2 separate regions of the Mus musculus genome follow, and region 1 is linked to region 2. Evidence: chromatin contacts called from public Hi-C data. All regions are on one chromosome and are shown on one strand. Each heading gives the region's core, a stretch centred on a gene start, on an enhancer-like site or on the middle of the called end of the contact. The rest is flanking DNA. Distances are from core to core; before and after follow the strand shown.

Evidence for each region. Hi-C and Micro-C count contacts between places; a contact is called where the count stands out from the background.
Region 1: a contact with region 2 is called in a Hi-C map of the N1E-115 cell line, with 6 times the contacts expected there. The contact joins the enhancer-like site here to the promoter of C230014O12Rik in region 2. A contact is called at or near these places in 1 of 15 datasets of contacts at CTCF or cohesin (embryonic stem cells), 5 of 484 Hi-C or Micro-C datasets (the N1E-115 cell line, bone marrow-derived macrophages, cerebellar granule neurons and 2 more) and 9 of 115 datasets of contacts at active chromatin or transcription factors (acute myeloid leukemia, craniofacial prominence, differentiating embryonic stem cells and 5 more).

The regions. Positions count from the first base shown.
Region 1 is chr2:34,632,100-34,639,255 of GRCm38.p6, reverse strand. Gm34372 (a long non-coding RNA gene) reads right to left here and starts at 189. Exons shown (of 3, transcript XR_003954033.1): 1 at 1-189. Within about 2 kb of position 4,550, at least 8 of the 459 cell types and tissues checked have an H3K27ac peak or open chromatin away from gene starts, as enhancers often do. A contact at or near this core is called in the N1E-115 cell line, where this site is marked.
Region 2 is chr2:34,105,503-34,113,151 of GRCm38.p6, reverse strand. C230014O12Rik (RIKEN cDNA C230014O12 gene) reads left to right here and starts at 5,417. Exons shown (of 4, transcript NR_130173.1): 1 at 5,417-5,643.

The DNA of each region.
Region 1 (7,156 bases), core at 3,301-5,800, 530 kb before region 2:
CCACACTAGCGTTGGGGCGGTGTGCCGGAGTCGGGGTCCCCACCCGCGTGGCGAGCCCCGGTACCCTGGGTGCATATGTCCCACACGCGTGAGCGTGGGTGCTGGGGACGTGCGTGGGACGCAGGGCCACCGCCCCGTGCTTCCTTTGTTCCCGCGCCGAGCTGCAGGCTGTGGCTTCACTGCCTCCCCCCTGTGCCCCGCCCTGCTGTTGTCTGTAAGGGCAAAGGTCTCAGCCCCTGCGAGTAATGTGTCCATGTGTATATGTGTGTGTGTGTGTGTGTGTGTGTGTGTGTGTGTGTGTGTGTGTGTGAGAGAGAGAGAGAGAGAGAGAGAGAGAGAGAGAGAGAGAGAGAGGTGGGGAGGGGGAGCGAGGTTAGAAGTGACTGTCACAAGCCCAAGAGGGCCTATGAGGTCACCCCAGTTCAAGGGCTCTAAAGTCCACAGACCTCATCTGCTAAGGGGACCAGTGGGAGCCTCCAGGTGGGGGCTCACTAGGATAATTAAGCCAAGTCATACAGAGGGTGCAGTCCCCAAGAGCAAGGGTCGCCCACTTAGGCACTGGGGCAAGATTAAGAGCAGGCAGGGGCTGGGTGCAGGAGGCTTGTGATGGCAGATCCTCTGGCCACCAAAGCTGGAGCCACTGGTGACATGAGGTGCCTGTGTCCCCTCCTTCTGCCCAAGCACTCTCCCATACCTGTTTCTCAGTTTGTCCATGGTGCCCCTAGTCTCTTTCCACACCTAAGCAGCTTTTAAATCCAGACCCCATGCTCAGAACCCACCCAGGACTCGCTGGAACCCAGCTGGGCCTCAGCTCCCAGCAGCGGCTTGTCCTACACTGGCTGAGCAAGGTTATTCTGGGACCCCTGACCCTGCCTGAGGCAGAGTGGGTAGGGGCACAGACCAGATTCTGTACCGGGTTTCTTGACTTTTTTTTTTTCCCTTCTTTTAAAAAAAGACACTGAAGCTGTCTTCAGACACAGCAGAAGAGTGTACTGGGAAGAAGTGGGTTTCTGATCCCATTACAGATGGTTGTGAGCCACCATGTGGTTGCTTGGGAATTGAACTCAGGACCCCCTGGAAGAGCAGTCAGTGCTCTTAACCACTGAGTCATCCCTCCAGCCTCAGTTTCTTGACTTTGAAGGAGGCCCCTGAATATCACATATTTTGAGGCTCAGGACAGAGAGAGTGGGGGTCCCAATCCTTTGCTGGGTCTAGTACTTAGAAAGGGCCAGCTTGTGTGAGCTGACATTTCAAGGTCCTCCCCATTTTCAGGGCCTATTCAGCATTTAGTCCTGTCCCCAGGAACCCCATTGCCACCCCACAGGCAGCACCAAGTCCTGGGAGGACTGGACCCTCCGTGGAGTGGCTGTCATCACAGCTTGGGGCCGCTGTATCTGCAGCTACATCCGGGAAATTCAGACCCAGATGCGGGAAGATGGAGGACCCATGGCCCTGACCTAAAGCTCTGAGAGTGTGGCCGTGGGAGGGTGACGTACACAATTGTAGTTGACCTGGTCACTCTTGTCTTGCTATAGATGACAAAGAAAGAGTAAATCCAAGCGGGGTGAGATCTGGCCTGGGCTGGTGGCGCAGGGAGGGGCAGGACCCTGGCAAGGAAGGTGGCTCAGGCCAGGGCTGAAGAGGGGTCCTTGCTCCCCATGGTCATTCCAGGTTTCTGGCCTTTGCTGTCCAGCTGACAAAATTCTCATGATTAGGGGAGCGGCCTAATCCCATTTGCTGGGAGCCTGGTCTTGGTCCTGCTGGGTGTACTGGATCCGAATGTACTGGATCTAGCTCCATTCTCTGGGTCTTTTAAGTTGAGCTCCTTGGGAGCAACTGTAACCACCAGCCTGGCTGGGGGCCGAAGCTGGGAGACCTGAGAGGGTTTGATGGGAGGGGCTGGGGACCCATGTTTCCCTCCCTTTATCAATAGCCATTTTATTTATTTATTTATTTATTTATTTATTTATTTATTTATTTATTTATTTATTGAGACAGGGTTTCTCTGTATAGCCCTGGCTGTCCTAGAACTCACTCTGTAGACCAGGCTGGCCTTGAACTCAGAAATCTGCCTGCCTCTGCCTCCTGAGTGCTAGGATTAAAGGTGTGCGCCACCATGCCTGGCTCAATAGCCATTTATTGAGCACCTACTGTTTGCCCTGGGCCATACTGAGTGGGACAAACTCTGTGTTCTCACTTCCTACAGGGCTTTGTCTGTGAGCATTGGACACTAAGTATGTATGTATCTATTATTGCTGTGCATGTGTTGTATGTAGGTAGTATATGTGCACATGTGTGTGAATGTGGAAGCCAGAGGAGGACATCAACTGTCCCACTCTATTACTCTTCACCTCACTGAACCCCGAGTTAGACAAGCAGTCAGTAATCCTTGGTGATCTTCCTGTCTCTATCGCTCATGGCTCTGTGGTTACTGACATGTGTGTAGCCATGCATAGCTTTTACATGGGTGCTGAGGATTTGAACTTGGGTCTGTTTTCTTGCACAGCAAGCCATCTTACCCACTGAGCCCTCTGGACAGCCCCTAATTATGTACTATTTAATTTCAAGGACAAGAGATGGCAGGTCTTGGTATCCACTGGGGATGTGGGCAGCAGAGGTCCCACAAACACGTGGATATCAGTTCACACTCTCAAGTGGGAAGGGTGGGGAAGGAAGGGGCAGGCAGGTTGTGGGGCCACAGCTCCAAGAGGGATGAATAGAAGGGAAGGCAGGTGAAGCCTTTTAGGGACAAGGGAAGAGAGCCACAGTCCAGGGGACTCTGGATTTTGCCCTAAGTCTGTAGGAGGTGGAAGGCCTATGGCCCTGGGGGTGTAGCCATGTCTGAGCCAACTCAGGGAGGTAGGTTCTTGATGTCCTGGGAAGGCCAAGGTTCCTGAGAAGCCAGGGGGAGGCCGGGCTTGGGGAGGAGCAGCTATATGCATGGGCAGGGAGGAGACAGAACATGGAGGTCATTGGTAGGGGTCAAGGCCCAGGACAGCAGATTGTCACCAGGCCTGCGGCTGCGCTGGCCCTGGGCTTGGTCTATCCTAGGCCTTTATGTTCAGCCCTGGGGAAACACTTGGGCCTGATGGTATGTTTTCCGGAGGGAACGGATGGTCAGAATGAAGGGAGGCGGCTGGCGGGGGTGGGGAGTGGTTTTCCCGGAATCCTAGATCAAGCCTTAATAATTTGTTTCAGAATTAATGTGCGTTCACGCCATCTTTGCTGTTCCAGCTCATTGAAGATTAAATAAAAATGTGATTCCCCTCCCCCCAGATGGAGGGAGAGAGACCAGGTCTAATCTTTCCAGCTGGGCCAGCTGGGAAACTACCACTCCATGGGGAATAAATCTCTGGGGGAGGGGACTCTTGACTCTCTGGCTTTCAATCCAACGGGGCATAGTGGCCCTAGTTATGTCTCATATTATCGAGCTGATAATCTTTTATTGTATCGGGAGACCTTTCGTGGATGGAAGCTCTGAGCCTTCTCAGGGCTGAGGCTGATGCCTCACTAGGCTCTGTGGCAGGGGCATGGCCAGATCCTCACAAGCGGATTCTAAGTGCCTGGGCACCAGAGAACCCAGGTCTCTTTGTGGAGAAATAGTGGTTCTTTGCCTCATTCTTGGCACCCAGGCCAGGGAAGCCGACTGAGGCAATGTGTACTCATTCCTTTTTTCCTTCAGTTACTCATCTACTCAAGGATCAAGTTATTTTTATGTTGTTTTTTGTGCCAGAGTTTGAGGGCAACCAGGCAGGCAGGCAGACAGACAAGCAAGCAGATAGGCAGGCAAGCTGGCTTCTTATCAGGGTCACCACCACTTTGTCTTATGCCTCAGGATTAGCATGCCCTGATCTTGGACCATCTTCTCTGACTGGTCCCTTTTCTCCTCAACATTTCATGTGGATCAAGATAGAGGAGGTATTAATCCAGCGTGTATAGAGGCATTAGAAGCTGACTGGGTTTGTCCCCTCCCCTCCCCTCCCCTCCCCTCCCCTCCCCTCCCCTCCCCTCCCCTCCCCTCCCCTCCCCTCCCCTCCCCTTCCCTTCTCTTCCCTTCCCTTCCCGGTTTCTCTGTGTAGCTCTGGCTGTCCTGGTGGAACTTCCTCTGTAGAGCAGGCTGTCCTTGAACTCAGAGATCTACCTGCTTCTGTCTCCGGAGTGCTGGGATTTAAGGTGTGCACCATCACTGTCTGGCAACTGTCAGAGTATTCTAAGAAGCAGAAATACCTTTTCATGTTCATGTGACTGCAGAAGCCTCGGTTGTGGGCTGGATACAGGGTCAAGATGTCAGTGAGGGCTTTGGAGTCTCGCCTGTCTCTGTGTGCTTCCATACCACGTGTCAGCTAACTTCATGTTTTAATAAGTTGTCCACACACACCTTTGATCTTATAAATTAGATTTATCATCCTATATAGTCCAACCTGGGCCAGGCAGCTGCCCCTGTCTCCAAAATGCCAAGATTATAGGTATCCCTTGATATAGCTGGGTTATGTAGTTCTGAGCACTGGACCCAGGGCTTCCTGCATGCTAGGAGACATATCCTGATTCCCAGAATCAAATCAGAATCTAGGACCTTGTGCAAGCTAGACCACACTAGACCATGCTAGACCAGAGACTCGTGTGGGCGGAGCTCCCTGGAGTCTTTGATCAGGGACAAAATGCAGCTGGGTCCCAGCATAGCCAGTGTTCCGGGTCCAGTGTGCAGTGTGCCTGATCATTGTCTGTGTTAGGGGACTCAGGCTCTGGTGGGGACACAGGGGCAGGCACACTCAGAGCTTTGCCAGGTTGAAACTGAGCCCTCATAGGCAGTGCTAAGAGGGTAGAAACTTGATCTGTGGTAGCCAGAAGTAAATCAGATTAAAATGGCCTGATGCTGCTGATCTCTGACCTTCACACACACACACACACACACACACACACACACACACACACACACTCTCTCTCTCTCTCTCTCTCTTTCTCTCACATCAATATGTACCCTAGCCCATGACACAGAAAATGGACAGAGTGTCCAAAACCTTTTTAAAGTACTCAAGAACTCAGTGACAGAAAGCTCTCCATAATAACAGGACAAAGGTCCCATGTGGACACTTCCCACAGCAGTGAGCAAATGTCCTGACTATTCCCACCAGGGCACGCTGTGTCAGCAGCCTCTGCTCTGAGCATCTCTCCACGCTGGCCACTGACACAGACCTTCATCCCCACCTCTGAGGCTCCCTATAGGGGTGGGGGTGGGGTTCCTGGTGCCTGTCAGTGGCTTCAGTGGCATCTTTGACACAGGGTCATTACCAGGCTCCTGGCACCTGTAGAGGGCTGAAAGCCACCCTGGGCCTGGCTTACAGTGTCCCCAGCCTCCTGTTCCCTGGTGTTCTCGTTATTTCCTAGTCTAGGCCAGAGCACCCTTTCTCAAAGACCCCCAGTCTTTGTCGCCCAGCGCTCTGTCACTCGGCAGCACCCAGAACATGGTTTGGCTCTCGCTGTAGGCCTCAACCAATGGGGGTTCTGCTCTGGGCCACTTGGTCAGGGTTGAGGTGGAAACCACTCTGGTTGTCCCAGGAGAAGGAGCTGAGGGGCTGGGCAGAAGCTGACACAGGTAGAATAAATACCCTGAGGACCGGTCCCACGGACTGGGCAGGGAATCATTTCCTGTCCCGGCTGCAGCCTGAACTGTGTGCAGCCGGGCACAGGATGGGACGCAGGAAGGCCTGGAGACCTCCACATCTTGGCTAATTTTTTTAAGGAATTATTTTTAATTATGTATGTGTGTATGTCTGGGTATTTTAGTTATGTATTCTGTATATGTGTGGGTATGTGCGCATGTGCAGGTGCCCATCGAGACCAGGGGCATCAGATCTCTCAGGCATTTGTGAACCTCTGGGAAGTGACCTCAGGTTCCATGCGACAGGAATGCCTACTCATAACCTCTGGCCGCCCCTCCAGCCCCTGCATTTGGTTAGTCACCGGAGCGCATTTCCTTGTGGTATCTTGCAGGTGAGGGGACGGAGGCCCAGAGTATTGAGGGAAGCACTGAGAGAAACTTTAATTTGCTCCTGCTGGAGGGACCCACCGAGATTGATGGGCGTGTTTGGGGACACAGGCCCAGACCACTCTCTGTAGGAGGCTCCTTCCACAGCTGTCCCTGAGAGGAACCCAAATTAGTCCCCTGGACTTCCAGTTGGATCCCTACTGTGTGCCATAACTTCCTTTGAAGGGAATTTAGAGGGACAAAACCTGTGTGGTCAGGTGGACGGGACTCTAAGAAGCTCAAAGGCTAACATGGAAAGTCCTGGAGAGAGTTCTGGTTCTGTAGCCCAAGCTGGCCTGCGACTTGGGTCCATGTGCCGTGTGACCAGGCCACACCTGTATCCTCTGTGTCTGGTTCTGTCTCTGTGCATCTTGGGTAAGCATGCCTGCCCTGAGCATTGCTTCAGTTCTGTAATCGAGTCCTCATGGGTGGTGACAGGAGGTGGTGAGTTCGAGCCCCGCTAGGACTCCTTGACAATGAGCTATAAAGTGACTTGCTCCAGTGTCTCAACAGCGACAACCACATCACAAAACCAAGTCAGATAACAGCGAAGAACAGCAGAAAGGAGGCGTCTGTCGTCTGGGCATCTTATGTTTTGTTTGGTGCCTTCTTCCCCTGCCCCAAAGGCCCACCTGCATCACTACAGAGGATCAAGGACACTAGCGCTCACCCACCCTGGAGCACATCGGGTGGGAGCTCCGGCTGCTTTCCAGTCTGAGCGCCTCTCCCCAAATGGTTCCCATCTCCTGTGCAAACATATTTATTGGGTTTGATGGCAAACACATTATACTTGTCCCAGGAAGGGCAGTTCCAAAGAGAAAACCTTGAAGTCCGGGAAATAATGACGGGGGAGTTAAATTAAAGTGTATAAAACCCTCCCGAGAGATAACGTCAGGGTGAGTTACAGGCCCGATAAGGGATTGGGGCTTCTCAGAGGGGCTCAGAAAGGTCGCCCAGTAGTACGCAGAGGACCAGGAATCATAAATATGGGGGCAAGATGCCCAGCCGGGGTCGCCGGGGTGAAAATATTGGGGTCATTCCAAAAACAATTATCCTGCTTCACTCTTCAGATCTTGTAAATCTTTTGTCTCTTATAAGACGTTTCTGGAGAAAGACACACTTTGGAAGCTT
Region 2 (7,649 bases), core at 4,168-6,667:
GGGTCTTCTCAGCAACATTAGCCAGACAGAGTGAGATGAAGTCATTACTTCATCTACTCAGCAATGGATCCATGTGTCCATCCATCCATCCATGTGTCCATCCATCCATCATCCATCCATCCACCCACCCACCCATCCATCCTTCCACCCATCCACCCATCCATCCATCCATCCATCCATCCACCCATCCACCTATCATCCATCCACTCATTATCCATCCACCCATCCATCATCCATCCATCCATCCATCCATCCACCCATCCATCCATCCATCTCTCTCTCCATCCATCCACCCAGGAACTTGATTACTCCTTTAGAAGCAGGGAAGGGGGCTGCCACACCAGAGACCAAAGTCCACCCCCCCCCCAGCTGTGGAGGCACCAATAATCAGCTATGCTCCCATCTGCTCCTCAATATTGAATTTTACCTGCTTTTAGGCCACTCCTCTCTCTCTCTCTGTCACCCTCTGAAGCCTGGGCTGCTGTGTCTTCTGGCCAGGAGTGGGGTGTAGGTTGGAGAGATAGGGGGTCTGGCCTTGATGTTCACAGTGGCAGATGGCCAATGGGCCATCCTGTCCTGTGTTTCCCTTTCCTTTCTGTAACATCAAGTTAATGGAAAGGCAGAGGGGACTCCTCCCTCCCTCAGACACACTGCCCCACCCCTGTGGATGGTCCCCACAACTTCCCTTCAAACTCACACCAATGACTTGCCAAGAATTAAGGAAGGGACTCACTTCTAGGAGTAGAGGACAGACCGTCCCCAGGTCTGCTTCTGCGATGACATCACTTCATTCCACAGAAAAGTTCCCAGCAGTCATCAGGACACAGGGCTCCTTCCAAGGCTGTCTTTCCTAGGAGGCCAGACTCAAGCTCGTGGACACCACTGGGTAGCAAGTGGTAGTGTGCTGCGGAGCTCTCTGTTCTAAGGCAGTGTTTCCCACAATTCTTTAAAGGTCTTGCCTCTGTGGGAGTCTGTTAGGAATGTGGGAGTCCTGGGCCTCTTCCGGAGAGCAGCCTTTTCCTGGGGAGGAGTATGGGGAATGTGGGGGTATATGGGGGGATGTGAAGGGGATGTGGGGGATGTAGAGGTGTATGGGGGATGAGGAGCTATGTTTGGTGGGATGGGATGTACGTGGGGAGATGTGAGGATATGTAGGGGATATGAGGATGTATGTGGGTATGTGGGGTGCGTTTGGGGGGATGGAGGGTGTAAGGGGGTTTTGGGGTGTATGGAGAAATGTGGGGGTGTATGGAGATGTAGATATTTGTATGGGGGAGATGTGGATATGTGTACGGGGGATGTGGGAGTATATGGAAGGTGCCAGTCTCAGGTGTGGCTTAAACTTCCCTTCTTTTTTCCCAGGTGGGGGCCTTGAGATACTTCTACCCATAGGGCTGTCCTGAGACAGGACTGTATAGCTTGGGGCACTGGTACTACTAGCAGAACTGACACCATCTGTAGGGCCCAGAACAATTTTCTAAGAGCCCAGATTTTGATATAAGGTTGGCCAGGGTTCAAAATCCAGCTCAAATATTTCCTAGCTGTGTGACCATGGGCAAGTGGTTCAACCTCCCTGTGCCTTAAAATGGAAAGAACAGAGCCTCTTATGCGGGATTTAGTGAGGATTAAATCTGCAAAGCCCTTGAGACAGGGTTTGGCACCTGTCCTAGCACTTCTCAGCTTCCACTCGAGAATCAACCCCTCACTGCTGAGCAAGTGTGTCTGCCGTGACATCTGCCAGCTAAGGCAGTAGGGCTGTGCCCCTGACTCCTGGCATGCCTGCCCCCTGCCACCCTGACATGCTTGATCCAGGCTTCAGTGGAACCTGGAGAAGAGGGTCTCTAGTCAAGTTCAAAGTGCCCCAGTCAGGACTAGGGCTGGCTGGGCCACCTGGCTGTCCCTCCAAGGCCCGCTGAGCCTTGGCCTCACCCGAGGGCCAGCTGGACGAATGCTCCAATTAAAGGTAATTCCCCCTTTCCTACCTTGAAATTCCTATCGATTTCCTCCCTAAATAGAAATTCCCATCGATCCCTTGTCTGCCCAGATTACTATCCTTGGCTGTTGCCTGCAGAGCTGCGTATCTTCCCGCTCCTTCCAAGGACCATAACTCTTCCCAAGGTGACCCTGCCACCACCCGCACCTCCCCAGCAGGGCTGAGAAGAGGACCCTCCTCTGCCCCAGGTGGCGATAAAGACATAAAGATGGCAAGATGCTTGGGACAGGCATGGGGAACCTGACTCTAAGACTCTTCGGCTCGTTGCTCAGGAGGGAGGAAGAGGACCAGCAGGTATAGCCTTGGCAAGAAGCAGACTCCCACAGGCTCCCAAGTGGGATCCTGGCAGCTGGGCCTCCTTGGAAGCTGTGATACTCTACGTTTGGTTGGGTTCCCCAGGACCTCTCAGGAGTGGGGAATTTATACCAGGTAAATTGGCATATGCTACAGATCAAGAGCCTGCTGGGGAGCGTGAACCAGCCCCTCCGCCTCCCCCATGTGCGCGCGCGCGCGCGCGCACACACTCGCTTCTCATGCTGTGGCGACTGGGCTGTCCCTTCCAGAAGCAACGTTGGCTCATCAGCCAACAGTCAGAGCCTCCTCTCCCCATAGCTCCGCCTCTGCACGTTCTTCTCAACACCCAGCCCTGCCCCACATCCATCATCAGTGCTCATGGGCCCTGTCAATCTTTTTCCCTTCTGCCCACCTCACTGTGGCGCTTCAGGGCCAGCTTAGTGGCTTAGTGGCTGGGTAGCTCAACAAGTCACTGACCACTTCTGGGGCCTTTGGTCTCCTATCTGGACAGTGGCTCTGAACAGTTCAAATTGTGTCAGGGCCACCTCCAAGCAGCTGGCTAAAAGCCTGGGCCACAGAGAGGTAAAGAGCCACGTCCAAGGTCACACAGCTATTCAGTCTTGACTGGGATTTGAATCTGTTTCCGTCCCTTTGAGGTTTGCCAGGCTGTTGACAGTGATGATGCTGCCTCTCTGCTCTATTTCCTTGAGCTGGGGTCTCTCACTGAACCTGGAGTTGAGCTGGGGGTCAGAAAATCCCAGAGATCCTATCTCCCTGCTCCCTCCCTCCAAGATGCTGCAAGTGGCTATACTGGCTTTGACTTGGGATCTGAACTCAGGGTCTCAAACTTGCACAGCAAGTGTTTAGCCTGCTGAACCATCTCCCAGCCCACCCACACCCCCTTTTAAAGGCAAGGTCTCATGTATCTCAGGTTGATCTGGAACTCTCCTGATCTCCTTGCCTCTACCTCCCCAAAGGTCTTGATGCCTTTTTTCAGAACTTGTGCGTGGGAAGGACCGAGGATGTTCTTGGGTGCTCTTCTTCGTCTTTCCATACCCCCAGAAGGCCACACCAGTAGCACAGCCACTGATACCTCAGCATGGCGAGGAGCTCTGACACTGGGCATTTCCTTCAGGGACCTCTGCAGTCTCTCCAGAGCCGCCAACCTTGTTCTCCCTGTCCCAATATTCTGTCTGATGTGGAGACATGTTTGTGCAGTGTAAACCTGATTATTTCCTTATTAGTGATTCACCATGCTTAATTCACTCTTCCCATTGATCCTGCTCCAAACGGAGGGACGATCCTGCCCCTCCCATTCCATCAGCCACTTTGATATAGTGGGGGACCCAGCCTCTCTGTTGGGGGACCTGGGTAGCCAAGTGGTGATTGGCTAGATTTGCTTAAAGTTCATTTGGGTATCTGATTGCAGGAGGGCAGGTGTGCTGGTTGGATTTTTGTCAACTTGACACAGCTAGGATCTTCTTGGAAGAGGGAACATCATTTTCGAAATGCCCCTGTTACAATGGTTTATGGCCAAGTCTGTGAGGTATCTTCTCAGGTAATGATTAATGGGGGAGGACCCAGCCCACTGTGGGTGGCACCATCCCTAGGCTGGTGGTCCTGGGTTCTGTAAGAAGGCAGACTGGACAAGCTATGGAGAGCAAGCCTCAGCTCCTGCCTCCAAGTTTCAGCTTTGGGTTCCCTTCATGGTAGACTGTTAACTATAAGATAAAATAAACCCATTTCCCCCCCAGGTTGCTTTTGGTCAAGACAGGCTATCATGTGGGTGGCAAAGGCCGAGGCACCCCTGAGGCCGGGCGTGTGGACATCAGTGTTTCATTTGACACACAGGTGACCCATGTGGTAGGGTCAAAGGCCACACTCCAAGTAGCCCAGTCCTGGCTCAGTGCACTTCCCTAACTAACAAAAGATGCTTCCGGCTTGGTGACGGTTGGTTCCTCTCTACCCTTTTTGTACGCAGACCCCATGCTATCAGGCAAGGCTCTGTCAGAGAACACACCCAGAGCCAGATCGGCATCTTTGTCCTCATGAGGGTCTCATCCTATTAAAGGAAGCAGACACTAAAACTCCGGGACAGGTCCACCCTGATGGTGTCAAACTCTGTGAAGAAAGTTTGTGTGTGAGGGGTTTCTTTAAGGAGGGTTCCTCTGGGCTGGGAAGCCGGACCAGGCTGCCAGCAGTCTTGACTCAACATTCTGAGGTAGAAGAGGTATAAAGGCCTCAGGCAGGTGTAGACAAGGCTGCACTGTGAAGTGCTAAGATCCTGCTTTCTGGAATCCGGCCTGGAGGGCTTCCTGACTTAGAAGCCGCCCCGAGTCCAGAGGAAGTGCGACTCTGTCTTTGCTTCCTCAGCTTCCTCCTCTTCCTCTTCTCCTCTGGGGCCACCATCCGCAAGCACCCAGGAGAACTGAAACATCCTCCCTAGGTCAGGGCGCCCTTCTCCCCGCACGTAACCCTGGACTGCCACGGAGGCAAAAAAACCCCTGTTCGTGGAGCCGCTGAAAGGTGCGGGCCTGTGAACAAAGCAGCCCGTTACACTTAGGCCCCAATAAAAACGCTTCTAAGGGCCTAATTAACAGTTTAGGTACATATAAAAACATAATGAGAAAAACAATCTGTTTGCAAAAAAGGGACGAAAGAAAAAGAAAAAAAAAATTAAAAGGCCAAATTGGCAGAGCCTGGCCTGCTGCTGGGCACGTGGCGTCTGCACAGCTCGAGTGGCCGGGAGGGCTGGCCTAATGGTCTCCTCACATGCCGATATTCCACCTCTGTATGTCTGAGCAATTTTCAACTTGGCAGGAAGGGAGCCGCGCGGAAATTTGCGTAAGCCTTGATAAATATTTTATGCAAATTAAAATTGAATTCTTTGCTTAGTTTAAGCAATTTCCCTGTAAGGAGTGTGTCGAGGAGAGAGATTACAACATTTGCCTGGTTTGTTTATAATTTAATTTTTTTTTTATGTTGCGGCTGGCAGAGGAGGAGATGGCAACACCTGTGAGTGTTTATAACGTCCCATCTCCTTCACAGCTGCTCCTATTCAAAACACCTCGCCGGCGTAATAATTTCATAAAATTTCATGATTTACCATCTGCTCGTGCCGGTTTGGGCTTCAGCAATAAGCCCGCGCGTGGCGCCCGGCCCAGAAAGGTACAATAACTGTATATTTTAACTTAATGGTTTTTTGGGGGGCATGCAAATTTCTGTGAGCAGATTGTGTTGAGGCCTGGGCTTGGAGCGGCCTCCCTGAGCCCCAGAAGCCCCCCGGAGCACCCCCGGCTCAGTGAAGGTTGCCCGTGTCAAAATCGAGATATCAAACACCGAGGCTGAAAGACAAGGTAGGAGGTGCGAGAGGATTATTTTCCTTTTAGCGTTTGATGTCTGTGCATTTGGGTAATTAAAATGATTACTACAACAATTAAAGCAAGTAATTAGAAACTAATTACACCAGCATTTTTTGTGATTACAGGAGCAGATGAAAATAGTGTTCAAAATTAAATTCATTGCATATTCATGGGAATGAAATTAAATACTGCTGGGTGGATGAGATAATCGGAGGAGAGGAGAGAGGAGAGGCATTCTGGGGATTCGGAGAACAGACTGCGGTTAATACTCCAAACAGACATTTGGTTAAATCAGTGATAATCTTTTAATGGCTTTAAAAGGGGCTAATATTTGGAAAGCAGTCAAAATTGCTGAGAGTTTCTGTTTTTCACTCACTCTGTGATAATACATACCAGCTGTAGCACAATGGAAAACATTTAATCATTAGCCACTCAAATGGAGGCGCAGGAGCCAGCGTCTCCCCGCCTCTCCTGGTGTCTCATGCACGACAATAAATTAAATTAAAGAATCTTAGCAGCTCTTTCTTCCCTCCCCCACCCCTCCTCCCTCTCCTCTTTCCCGGCTATTGACTACTTCCCAGCCACTGCCTTGCCACGACCATTTAATGAGATCCCGTAGATTAAATAGATTTTCTGTTTAACTCCACACTGGTGAGATAGCATGTCAACGACGGAATGGCTATTAACATTTAAATATTTCACAGAACAAAAAAAAATCGGAATATGAATTTTTCATTGTTGCGACGCTCCCCCTGCCCCTCCCCCTTTCTCTCCCTCTCTTTTTCACGGCTCTCTCTCTCTTTCTCTCCCTTTCTCTGCTAGACCTAATGAAACTAAAGTAATTAGAAAGATACAAGAAGAGGGCTTTCACCAGAGTGCAATTAAATTGAGCGGGGAGCCGTTATTTATATAGGCTGGTCACTCCGTAGCTGCGGCTATTTTCTCAGCCTGCTTGAGTCATAGATTATTACAAGAGATTAATAATGTAAATTTCACTGACTCGGCTGCTCTCCGAGCCTTGGCCTTCAGAAATTGATGGGCACGCCATCCATCACCTCCTCCGGCCCAGGCCTGTCCCTCTGCAGGGCTCACCAGCCTTGGCACCCCACCTTGAGCTCACCGACTCCCTATTCTGTTCTGCTTTGCCCCTGGGTCCCCACCTTCTCCTTTGTGTGTGTGTGGGTCCCTAGTTCTCTGTAGCTTTTTTCTTGTATTTATCTCTCAATGCCTTCAGTGCTAGCCCTGTTTAATTTCTGGCTGATTTTTTAAAAGAGGGGCTCCACACAATGCTGTGGCTCCCCACACCCCAGTATCTGAGAAGGGGTCCATTTGCCTCTTATAAACCCATACAGTAGTGGCTGGATTAAAGGCACAATTTGCCAATGGTCTCTTCTTCTCCCCCGATTCTCCCTCTGGGACCACTCTCTGTCTGTCTGTCTGTCTGGCCATCTATGCATCCATTCTCTACACGTCTCGGCGCATGCACATCTGTTCCCTACTGCCTTTCCAGCCACAAGAGGGTAGAGCTGAGACTGGGGTCCTCTGTGGTTTCCTAGCGGTGTGACCTTGGCTTAGAGCCTTCTGACCCTCAACCACTAAGGAGAGGTAATAAATCAGGTATTACAGAGTCTGCGGGCAGAGCAGGAGGAGGCCTAGGTTCACAGAGGGGACGCACTGGTGAAGCAGGGTGCCCTCCCTCACCTCTGCTGGTGCTCACAGTGTGTCCCTCCCAGCATCTTCTCAGCCTCAGAGCATCTTGCCAGCTGATTGTGTTGTGAGGAGGGGTGGTGGCCAGAGCCTGGACTGAGTAGGGGTGAGGTCAAGGAGGAAGAGGTCCCTAAGGCAGGTCTCTGGTGTGTCTCGCCCGTACCTGCCCAGTCTGGGAGTGACTTCATTGTGTGACTGTGAAAACTGCTCAAAATGTGCCCAGACAGGGCATTCTGAGGAGCCAAGAGGGCCGGCTTTCAAAACAATTAGCGCCAGCATCTGCCTGAGCACCC